2 separate regions of the Sus scrofa genome follow, and region 1 is linked to region 2. Evidence: chromatin contacts called from public Hi-C data. All regions are on one chromosome and are shown on one strand. Each heading gives the region's core, a stretch centred on a gene start, on an enhancer-like site or on the middle of the called end of the contact. The rest is flanking DNA. Distances are from core to core; before and after follow the strand shown.

Region 1 (6,024 bases), core at 1,169-3,668, 97 kb before region 2:
CCTAAAATATATTTCATTGGAAAGTTCGTTTTTGCAACTCTGGGCCTTTCTGTACGAGAAAGGTCATCAGTTGAAGGTTTATTAAATTTTAACTAAAAACAACTGGTCCCCATTTACGTGTAAAAGAATGCAAGTCGCTCCTACAGGCAACCTTCATGCTTTGGAGCGATTGCTCAAAGGTTTCATTCTTTTATGAAGATGTCAATTGTAAACATAAAAATGCATCACTGGATATGTAATGGTTTAAGATTCGAACTGAAATAAAAATTCCTGCCGGAGGAAAGAAAGCACTGTCATCAGACGAAGGGGGGGGGGGTCTTAATTTTCTTCGGAAGTGGCCAGGCTTGGGGGCGGCCCTAGGAGGCAGCGCCAGGTATAACACCGTGGTCAAGCCCACAGCTGCCGCTTCTCTTTGCCACCTTCTTGGAGGGTGTGCATCACAGAGCCAGTCAGCACTACGCAGAAAACCCTAAGCGTCCCTTGAGCCCAAAGCCGCTAGTACTGTCCATACGCTGAAATCCTTCTCTCTGGAGCCGGCTTGCAAAGTCACTGGGGGGATAAAACATCATCCATGATGTTTGTAGGCAAAGGACCCCAACGATCAGATTTTCCATCTCATTCCATCCTTGTGTCCTGTTGGCCCTCGGGAGGAAGCACGTGCTCTTTCTTAATGTGGGGTTTCCAATTGCTTCTCAAAAAAGATGAGCCTTAGAGGAAACACTCCATGGAAGGTGTGAATGGACTCCGATGTGAAACTGGATAGTGGGTGAAAGTTTGGTCGCCGGGCCCTGTGTACCCCAATGCTTAATAGAGTCAAATCTTGAAATACACTTCAGGCAATGCTCTCATTTTGAAGGGAATTTAAAAACAAGCAAACAAACCCCAAACACATCTAGAGGCGGCCTCCGAGGGAAAGCGAGTAGGAAAGTCGAGTTTGGAGTTAGGAGATGCCCCGACAGAACTTCAGCCTTTTTGGCATGTTAGATGGGATTCTAATTAGGTTGAACCACATGCAATTGCCATTTTTCTAGGTCAAGACATGGTCAAATATCAGAAATTTTGTGTGATTGGACATAATTGAATTCATTCCTATACTGTTCACATGCCATAAACGAATTGAAGGTAACAATTTTTTTTTAATATGTTCTGTGATGAGATGGGCTGTTTCAGATTATGAAAGGCACAAGAATTCTGTCTATAATTATGGCGAATATGTTATAGTATCATTTTTGACACCTATTTTTTTCTTTAACACCGTGACAGAGTTCTCAAAAACACAGTATTAAACACACTTAGAAAGTAGGGATTTGGAGCTCCCTGGTGGCTCCCTGGGTTAAGGATCTGGCATTGTCCCTGCTGTGGCACAGTCCTGATGAGATGCTAAGTTAAGATGCGCTTGTGCTGACGTTTCCAGTGGTGACATTTTGATCCCAGGCCCAGGAACTTCCACATGCTGTGGGTGTGGCAAAAAAAAAAAAAAAAAAGTGCATTTATCTGGCTTCCCACATGTTGTAGCCATGCTGCTCTCCAGCCTCCCTATAAATGTTTTACCTGCCAAGGAAGAATAGGGCACAAAGGTGTTAGGCTTCAGTGCTGACCCACCCAAAGAACACACTGCTTGGGGTATAAATGGTTGGAAAACAAATTGGGAAAAAGATGCTGGCACCTCAAATACGTCATCCCTGCGTTCATTGATCAAGAGGACCTTAGCACGCTAGTTAGCACTTTGTATGCCTCCCCTTGGAGAAGTATTAAAACTGTGCTCCATTAAATCTGTGCACCCTTGTGGGTTAGGCAGGGGGGCCCGTGGTGCTTTATTGGCTGTTACAGGCAGGAAGGGTGCTTTGGGATACTTAATAAAAGGACCCCCCCCCAGAGTCTTCATTGGACCCCCATATGTGTGGCTCCTATTGGAGCTCCCCTGCGCTGGCTGGTGTGAGCTTTCTCTGTCCACCTGCAGGCAGGATCTGCTCCCGGATCGGAAGGAAATTGGCTCTGTCTTTGGGTAGGAAGGAGGGGCGCCAGGGCCACCGCCAGAAATGTCAGCACAAAGTGCATCTTAACTTAGGGTCACGTCAGGACTGGGTAAGTTTTTCTCGCTCTGGGTAAGCACATGACAGCTTACATCTTGTTTCAGGGAGAGGGAGGGTGGGCGTCGTTTACTGGAACTTGATTGAGAAAATGCCTCCGACCCGTCCCGGTGTCAGTCTTGGAGTTTTCCCTGAGCAGTGCATTTCCCCCCTGTCTGTGGCACTGAATTTGATTTATCGCCGGTACTAAGATCAAAAAAGAAGTCATTCCTTTTGATGTTTGCTATTAGGCACATGCAGTGAGGGGTGGGGGGGTGCAGGGAGAGAGCTGTCTTAGCATACGAGTCACTGTCCTGGTCCCACGGTGGTGGCCACGGATGGCAGAATATATATTTTCTCTCTCTGTTCATTTTGGATGTAAATTCTATGAATAGAGAGGTGAGCTATAGGGTATCTTCAATTAATAATGAGATTTGTGTCAGATATGAATTCTTTTGGTCAGAATAAAAGAGTGGTTAGCATGTGCACCTGATTAGAGCAACGTGGTTTTTTTTTTTTTGTTTGTTTTATTGTATGGGCATTAATTTTACCAAAAGCTATAAAAAGCCAAGGAATATAAATAAGCCAGTGGGCTCTTCAGGCTTTCAAAAGAGAGCCATCGGTTGCATTTATTGTTGGGTGGCAACCGTGGGCCGTCGGAGCCTTATTTGCAAATGAGAGGAGAGATTTGTGGGGTCTCCTTCTCCTGTATTCAGGATCCTGCTCGGGCTTTGTTTCCAGCTCTGTCCAGTAGCTTTTGTCCAGCTTCTCAGTTTACTGGGATCTCTCTGAGCAGCATGAGCCCCAGCCCATCAGCAGGCTGCTAGTCAGCAGCAGGTGTGAACAACATAAAACAGGATTAACGCAGATCCAAAGTGTGTACTAAAAACAGAACCCCTGCCTGGCTCTGAAAAGGCCGGCGGGATTGAAAGAGGGAAGCCACTCCGGTCCTGTCCACTCCTTGTTTGCTAAACAGTGTTGAAGGGGCTATGCAAATAGTTCTGTTTAGTTGCCCAGAAGCCTTCCTAGGGGTCATGTACTTTCTCTCTTTTTGTGAAGTATCAACTCAAAACTTCCATCAAAGATTCTTCTCAGACTCTCAGAGGGGAAAACAAAGCAGAACAAAAGTGGTTTGGATAAATCTGGAACCATTACAGGTGAATATTGCCAACATACCGTCTTTACTTTAGATTTAAAGTGATGGTCATTCAGGGTCCTCTGTCCACCTCTTGAAAATATTAGTGTTGGGTGAAGTCCAATATTTGTGTGTGTGTGTGTGTGTGTGTGTTTAGTTATGTGTTTCAATTTATATTTTCACCTGCATCATGAATCATAAGGAAATTCATTAGAGATTATAGCCACACATCCCTGTGTTTTTTTGTTTGTTTTTTTTTTTGTTTTTAAAGTCAGTGCTACCTACATAGGAACAAGAAAGCTGGCAAAAAATATCAGTTAATAGAGGGGACTGCATGAGTTTAACAAAAGGGCATTGCATTGAATTTATGGTGTTTCAATCACGTCATTGATATTTTGTTTAGGAATATGATTCATTTTGCTGCATATTTTTGCTCCAGATAGACATTGTTTAGGAAAGAGGAAGGTGGCATTTAAATATATGTTTCTCTTTAAATTATACTCTTTGTAGTATATGCTGTCTCTAAGGTTAAATTTAGATATCTATGTTTTCTCTATTAGGTTTATGCTAACCTGCATTTTGAAACTTTAAGACTTAGTCACATCCAGAAAGGCATGTGAAATAAGGAAATTATTCAATCAGAGAAATTGTATTACACACACACACACACACACACTCACATACGCACATATAGACACACACATGAACCTAATTCTTCTTTAAACATACCCAGAGCAAATGTAGAATTTGTGTAATAGTGTGGCACTAATTTCTGAGACTCCAAAAGTATGTTTAAATATAGACATTTATATAAGATGGATCTATTTGAGAATGCCATATAGACTTTTACTAAAAGAATAAATTTGCAATGTCCAAAATCAAAATTTCAGTTTTTCACTTTCAGCATTGCTTTAATTGTCTTTTTTTACCTGGGTTTAAGTTGCAAATACCCACTCATTCCCTCACCCTTAATTAGACTTATTTTTCTTAAATTATTTTTAAATGACAGGGGGTTTTTTGCTGGGGAGATTTTGCTTCTAATTTTATTTTAGAAATAATTTTGCCTAATTTTGCTTAATTGTACCAGTCTGAACACACTCTGAATACAAGACACAGCCAAATCATTACTAAATAAATTATTTCTAAAACATATTTTAATTTTACAGTTGCTATCTTTAAATGTTAATTTATTATCGTTTCTCACTAAGAAATATCCATCCCCTTCTGTTTAGTCTTATTAAGTACCTTTGGTTATGTGCATTAATTAGGTTGTGGGCAAATAGCTTAATGATAGTTAATGAAATCAAGTTTAGATGATACAAGTTTAAAATTGATTTTTGATGTGTATTTTTTATAACCAACCCTCTGTCAACAGATTGCTTATCGTAACTTCTCATGTTGCACTGACAACGATTACATGTATTCCTTTGCAATTTTTTAAATCATTAAAGTGATCAGTTTAGTGCATTAAACTGTATTTTCTTGATCCAAAATATTTGCCTGTGTATAGGCATTGTCCTGGGCACTAAGATCCTGAAATAAATGATAAAAATATGAAATGATCTTGAGTACATTCAAAAAACACTTGAAAGGGGGAGTTTTTTTACCTCAGTCTTCAATTTATACTTGAGTCAATCTTCAGAAAATGATTTCAGGAATTTATACAGTAAGAGTTTTATATAAAACCTGAGTTAAGTTGAAGCTTCCATCCTGATTTTCTGGTTTGGGGCCTTTTAAATCTGATAGGAAGTTAACCCCCATGAGCACAGTTAGAAATTGTACATTTAGATTTAAATATTGCAAAGGTGTGACACTTGGAGCTTTCAAATCTGGCCCAGCCTATGCTCCTTCATCTAAAAAGCTGGTGTGAACCTGCTTCCTCGTGAAGTCTTTGAAGATTTGATCACCAAATTGCTATTACATCTTAAAATCCTCTCAATGACTTGTGTATGGTTTGTTTCTTAGATTGAAATGAATGGGGTGGGGGAGGAGGCTTTAAAAGATCAGGTAGGAAAAATATTTCCCAGATCGTAGAAAAAAGCAAAGGCATTTATTGTGTGGGTTGACTGCAAGGGAAAAGTCTGAATTAGTGAATTCATTCTCCCCAAAGTAAATGACTATTGAAAGGTAATTTTTATAAGGAAACCTCGCCCTTAATCTTGAGATAATCTTACAGCTACTGTCTTTGTCCAGCATTCCTGCAGCACTGCCCAGTGCTGTTCCCAAAAGCCTGGGATTTCAATTTGCCTGAGGTCTCAAAGACAACGGAATTCAAAGCAGTTTTCTGTCTTTGCAGCATCTCTTCAGTGGATGCATTTTATTAAAGTGTTTTATTTATTTATTTTGGGGAAGATACAGCTTGGTTGGCTTCAGGTCATTAAAATTATTCTCTTCCACATTTTTAGATGTTTATAATTAGATGATTAGGGAAGTTAGGTAATTAAGATTTATACTGGCATCAGTTAAGTTTATAGAAAGATTAAAATCATGGTATCATGGTACCATTGCCAATCTGAATATGCCAGAAAGATCTCTGGAGAATTTTTGTCAAGTGTTTCTGCTCAATTAAAATTTATACTACATGTTACTGAGTGCTTGTCTCATGATGGCTTGGCATGATGATGTTGCAAATTTCCAAGTTCAAGTGACACACAATGCAATTTTTCGTGTGACAGTAACTATAGAATTTCAAACTTGGGAAGGGAAATGCTGTACTTTTTGGAAATGACACTGGAAATATGAGACAAAGAACTGTCTCAACTTGGGCGCAGCTAATATTTTCTGCAACACTGCAAAGCCAGAAAAATACAGCTTTTATCT
Region 2 (5,639 bases), core at 2,198-4,697:
TCCTATTTTCTATGCATTTCTGGTTACATGGATCTGTAATTGCTGTGGTTATCTCCCTCTCTCAACCGTGTGAGTATTGAGTTTACACACACACACACACAATCAGAACTGTGTGAAGTTAGGAAGTCTTTCCCTTCTCTGATTTCATGGCGTTAGATACTTTGTAAAGGCACTAAGCCAGGAAACAAAGAAAACAGCTAAGGACTCCTGTGTGGGTTGGCTTATTTCATCCTCTTTGGATTTTGTGGTGCTGCATGTCTTGACCACCTGTGTGCCTGAAATTCTGATAGAGCCTAATGGGTTCTACTGAATGGATTTGCCAGTAAATCACTCGTTCCAAAGAAGCCAAAGTGACCGGTGTCAATGGCACGGTCGCTCTCAGAAGACTTGGTTATTGACCCCCGGCCACCCGTCTTCCCTGAGTACCTACATATATCTCTCTTTGAGAATTTCTCTTGGCCTACTGTTGACTCAAGTGCACTGAATTTACAGCGATCACTGTTAACCTTACACATAGAAGGTAAAGAAAACAAACCCCACCAGTTTTTTTCGTGGTCTGCTCTGCACTGGGTTTATGTGCAAATTGTGAAGGTCCACAGTTTCTAAAATGATTTTCTCTGATGTTCTAAAATGCTGTGGAAAATCAACTTGATATTTTATGTATCAAAACATTGAAGGACTGGAACGTGCATAAACATTCTAAACTGTTTTAACTGAAAGTGAGCTACCTATGTGTGTATTTATATATAGTTATATACATAGTTATAGCCGTATTTCTCACATATGTGTAAAATCAGGTCGTGTATGGCATACACGTACAAGGGAGTAGCTGAGCAAATTGAGACTTGATGCTAAGTGAGGCTAAGGTTGCAGACTCAACCTTAGTTTTTTTTTTTTTTTTTTTTTTTTTTTTTTTTGTCTTTTTGCTATTTCTTTGGGCCGCTTCTGCGGCATATGGAGGTTCCCAGGCTAGGGGTCTAATCAGAGCTGTAGTCGCCGGCCTACGCCAGAGCCACAGCAATGCAGGATCCGAGCCGCGTCTGCAACCTACACCACAGCTCACGGCAACGCCGGATCCTTAACCCACTGAGCAAGGGCAGGGACCGAACCCGCAACCTCATGGTTCCTAGTCGGATTTGTTAACCACTGCGCCACGACGGGAACTCCTGTTTAGTTAATTCTTAATCCATAGAATTACCCTTGGTCATATCTTGAATAATATTGCCGCTGGTCCAAAAAGGCAGAGTGAATGAGTCAGTGCAACCCACCCCACTCTTAGGAAAAGAGGCAAATTTGTCAGAGCAGATCCATAATGTATCTGTTCTTTTGGGGGCAAGTTTCATTTTACTCTCAAATCCAGTGTGATTTTGATATTACTGTGTAAGTCTTGTTAAAATATGTAAATAGGGCACTTGCTAAACTGACTTTATTTAGTGTTCTTTTAAGTGATCATAAAATTTTAATGACTATTATTACTGATACTCTAATAAGTACTTCAATGAATTTTTTGATGGTTAAATATAATTTGTGTGTTACTCCAGAATTGCAATGTGGGGATTTTAATATTGAAACATTACTGTAAAATATTCATACCATCAGCCTTCCATGTTGCTATACCATAGAATAAATGCATGTTGATTTGAACTTAAATCTTTCTGACATTCAGTGGTGTGGGTATCACAAAATCTTATAATGCATCCGTCATTCTGCTGAGGGAAAGGGACTTGCATTTTCAGAGTACTTATAAATTGATGTTAAAAACCATTTTATTCTAACCAAGAAGGCTCTTGTTTACAGTCCAATTTTGGACATAAATGTGAGTTACTTAAATAGAGAGATAACCTTCATCTTTCAGCAGCAGCGAGTGCTGGGTGAGGTCAAGGCCAAGAGTTTAGTGTTTTTGTTATCAAAGTGTTATTGTCTAACTTGAGGACCACAGTATATGGTCATTGCCTCGCGTGCAAACAACTTGGATTCTTTTGAACTCTGCTCGGTGGTAGTACCTTTCCCCACACTGTAAGCCTCTCACACCCCGAAAGTTGCTTTTTTCTTTGGGTTTTTTGGTTGTTTTTTTTTTTTTTGTTTTGTTTTTTTTTTTTTTTTTTTGTCTAGTTGCTGTTGTTGTTTTTAAGGCAGACCAGCACTTAGCAGGAAAAGTTGCATCTCCTGTGCCTGTGACCAGCTGGAGGCCAAACAAAGCAGCTCACGAGACAGCGTTCCTGCTGCTATTTATGTAGCCCTCAGACACAGGGCCGGGTTTTTAACAAAATGATTGCTTGGGCTTTAGGTCTCACGTCATGAAGCATTTTGTTGATGCTTTATAAATAGTGTCACCTATTTATAACCTTCAGCCGCTATTCTTTTCGTGGCATTCTCAAGTGGCCTTTGGTTTGGTTAACATCAGCCACTCGTATGCACTTGTGTTGCTGGAAAAGTTAAAGAGGAAGAAGTGAGCGCTCACCGCCCATCGGTGCAACGTCTGGGGAGTTGTTAGAGGTGGGAAGTTCAGGTACAATTGGGATCCTAGAGCAAACACTGAAAACGTGGCAAAGAAAGGATCGGATGAATTTTATCTTAGGAAGGTATCACTTGACAGATGCAGCACAGATCTTTACTGGAAAAGATCTACATACGCTGAGAGTCTTAGATTCCACTAAAAGAAGAAAAAGAAAGAAAAACGACTGAGGTGCCAGGCGATTCCGGTGGGAGGGAGCTGTCTGTGCGCGTATCACCGGGAATCGGTGCAGTTTTCCTCTCATCTTGGCCGACGGGGGAGGATTTTAAAGTTCACCCTGCTTCTGCTGCCTTCCTCTTTCCTCCCGTTGTGCTTTACCTCCGGGCAAAGGTGAAAACCTGCTTTCCATCCCCTGCGTCTAATAGAGAATCTTCATCAAAAGCAAGAAAGCCAGAGAAGAGAGAGGAAAAGTGAGGCAGAGAGATCAGCGCCTTGCTCTGTGGCAGTTGATGAAAGCAGCAAAGGCCTTGGCAGACCCAGGAGCCAGAGGGAACTCACACAAGTGGAAGTAGCCTGTGAACAACTGCAGGCCAGTCGGCAACCCCGGAGACTGGTTTGTTGGTCACAATAGGTTCAGATCCACATGCACCTCTAACCTGTATACGTTTATAAACAATGTGAAGAAATAGCAAGACGGGATAAGGGGAAAAAAACAAGCTTTCTAAAATATTCCAAGTGGCTTTTTTTTTTTTTTTTTTTTTTTTCTTGAAAAGGATTACTGTGAAGAGAACATTTGCCAAAGCTACATGTTCTGGGTTTTATACCAATTTTCCAGCTGCTTCAGTGTAGAATATACCCTTTTTTAGATCGAAGTCTAGTGGATTTACATTACATTATGAAGTTTTAGCTCTGCACCATAGTGATTCAGTATTTTTGCAGATTCTACTCCATTAAAAGTTTTTTAGGAGACCATAGCTATAATTCCCTGGGCTGTGCAGTAGACACTTGTTGCTTAATTATTGTACATTTGGTACTTTGTTGATCTTAATCCCACACCCTAATTTGCCCCTCCTCCTTCCCTCTCCCCCTTGTAACCATGAGTTTGTTTTCTTTATCTATAAGCCTATTTCTGTTTTTCGTAAGCGTTCATTGGCGGTTTTCCTTCTTTTTCTTTTTGTCTTTCGAGGGCCGCACCCTTGGCATACAGACATTCTCGGGCTAGGGCTCAAATCGCAGCTGCACCTGCTGGCCTACGCCACAGCCACAGCCATGCCAGATCCCCCCTTGCCTGCAACCTACACTGCAGCTCATGGCAATGCCAGATCCTTCACCCAGTGATCAAGGCCAGGGATGGAACCCTCATCTTCGTGGATACTAGTAGGATTCTTAGCCCGCTGAGCCACAACAGGAACTCCCATTTGTGTTGTTTTTTAGATTCCACAAATGATGATATCATACAGTGTTTGTGTTTCTCTGTCTGACTTATTTCACTAAGCATGAGGTTTACTCCCAACCTCCTGGTGGGTTTTCAGTGATAACAAGAGCATTCACTTAACAGGTTAGGATAGGTCTGTGGTGGTTACATTCGAGAAAGCTGCAGGTAGGCAGTATTGGAGCCAAACCTCAGCCGACTGTCTGTCTTCTGTGCCATCCACTGTAGCACCTCTCTAGGAACTCCTGACATAATAGAGCTGTGACCATAGATCCCGGATCCCTCTTCTGGGGGCAAAATGCCTTTTTTCCTGGCTATTGAAAGCAAATGCGTGCTCCTCTGATGTGTTCAGTCTGGGCGGAGACCTTGTCTTTAACAGGCAGGGTGGGTAGGTCTTGCGGCTCAAATTCTCCCCTTCCTCATGTGGGTAACAGTAGCGTGAGGACAGGCATTAAAGCCTAGAGAAGATCTAAAGGTCCATCGTAATTACGGTAGATGAGTGTCAGTCACCATGCCACATGCCAAGAACGGAGGGGCCTTTCCTGTCTCAGCCGGTTACTCTGAAATGCCGTAAACTGGAGTCTGCTTTTTCAGCCAGCTGGGTTTCTGAAGGAAAGTCATTAACAGGGATTGTGATCGGGTGGCAGGTGGAGTTCCTGATGTGGCTCAGTGGGTTAAGGACCTGACATAGAGTCCATGAGGATGCAGGTTCAATCCCTGGCCTCACTCAGGGGCAAGCATCCCGCATTGCTGCAAGCTCACAAGCCGCAGTGTAAGGTGGCGGGTGCAGCTGGGATCCGGTGTTGCCCTGGCTGTGGTGTAGGCCGGCAGCTGCAGCTCCCATTCAACACCTAGCCTGGGAACCTCCATATGCCACAGGTGCAGCCCCCCAAAAGGAAGTAAATAAATAAATAAATACAATGTGGGGACACAAAGCACAGAGGTAAAGAAGTAACCTGGGATGAGCGAATACCTTGAGCCCACCGTGGTAGACCACAGATGGAGCTACACAGCGGAAAAAACACTTCACGCCCGAGACTTTGAAGGGGTAACCCTAAAACAAAAGTACGCAAAGGGCCTAGATATATTTTTATTCTCCAAACAAAGTTATTTCAGAGTGATTTCCCTGAAAGTTGGCGTTACCCTGCCTAAAGGTGGTCCACAGAAGTCTTTGGGGAAAGCTCTTTAGCCACTTTGAAGTAGAAAGTCAATGGCTTTTCTGAAATGTGACAGGCTCATAAACCCCAAACAGGTCTGCATGGAGTGGAGGCGTGAGAGAATCAATTCTCCTTGTCATTCCAGTAGTGAAACCTACTAGGAACTATCCCCAATCAGTCCCTTGAACATTTTCTGTTCTTCCTTTAAGACTAAGGCACGTCTAGTAATCCAGCAGATGATGCAATTAAAGCCCACAGAGAGGTCTGCTCATTTATCTGGTCTGTGGCTTGGTTCTCTCAAGCAATCCTCAATTATTTCCCATCGTCAGTGATTTTTTTTTTTTTGAAACCTGGCAATGATGTCAGCTTCGGTAAGTTAAGATGCTCTGCTCCCTATGCTGCTTATGCTTTGGTGCCTTATTAAATGCACCAGCTAAACAGAAAATGTAGTATAAATATGTTTCATGAGTCATTTAAGGATTCAGCCAAGAGACATTGCAATTGACTTTTGAGTCCATTTTTAGAACAAACTCTTTCAAGACTCCCCTCAACAGAAACACTTCCCCCCTGCGCTAGAGCTGACAAGGCTGTATGC

What was found. Hi-C and Micro-C count contacts between places; a contact is called where the count stands out from the background.
Region 1: a contact with region 2 is called in a Hi-C map of heart right ventricle, with 3 times the contacts expected there. The contact joins two enhancer-like sites. A contact is called at or near these places in 2 of 47 Hi-C or Micro-C datasets (fetal heart ventricle and heart right ventricle).

The regions. Positions count from the first base shown.
Region 1 is chr10:6,924,950-6,930,973 of Sscrofa11.1, reverse strand. All of the region lies in intron 2 of ESRRG (estrogen-related receptor gamma), which reads left to right. Among named protein-coding and RNA genes, the nearest start is that of USH2A, 270 kb to the right of the region's middle. Within about 2 kb of position 2,418, at least 2 of the 83 cell types and tissues checked have an H3K27ac peak or open chromatin away from gene starts, as enhancers often do.
Region 2 is chr10:6,829,254-6,834,892 of Sscrofa11.1, reverse strand. The region is part of intron 4 of ESRRG (estrogen-related receptor gamma); the gene reads left to right. Among named protein-coding and RNA genes, the nearest start is that of USH2A, 170 kb to the right of the region's middle. Within about 2 kb of position 3,447, at least 2 of the 83 cell types and tissues checked have an H3K27ac peak or open chromatin away from gene starts, as enhancers often do.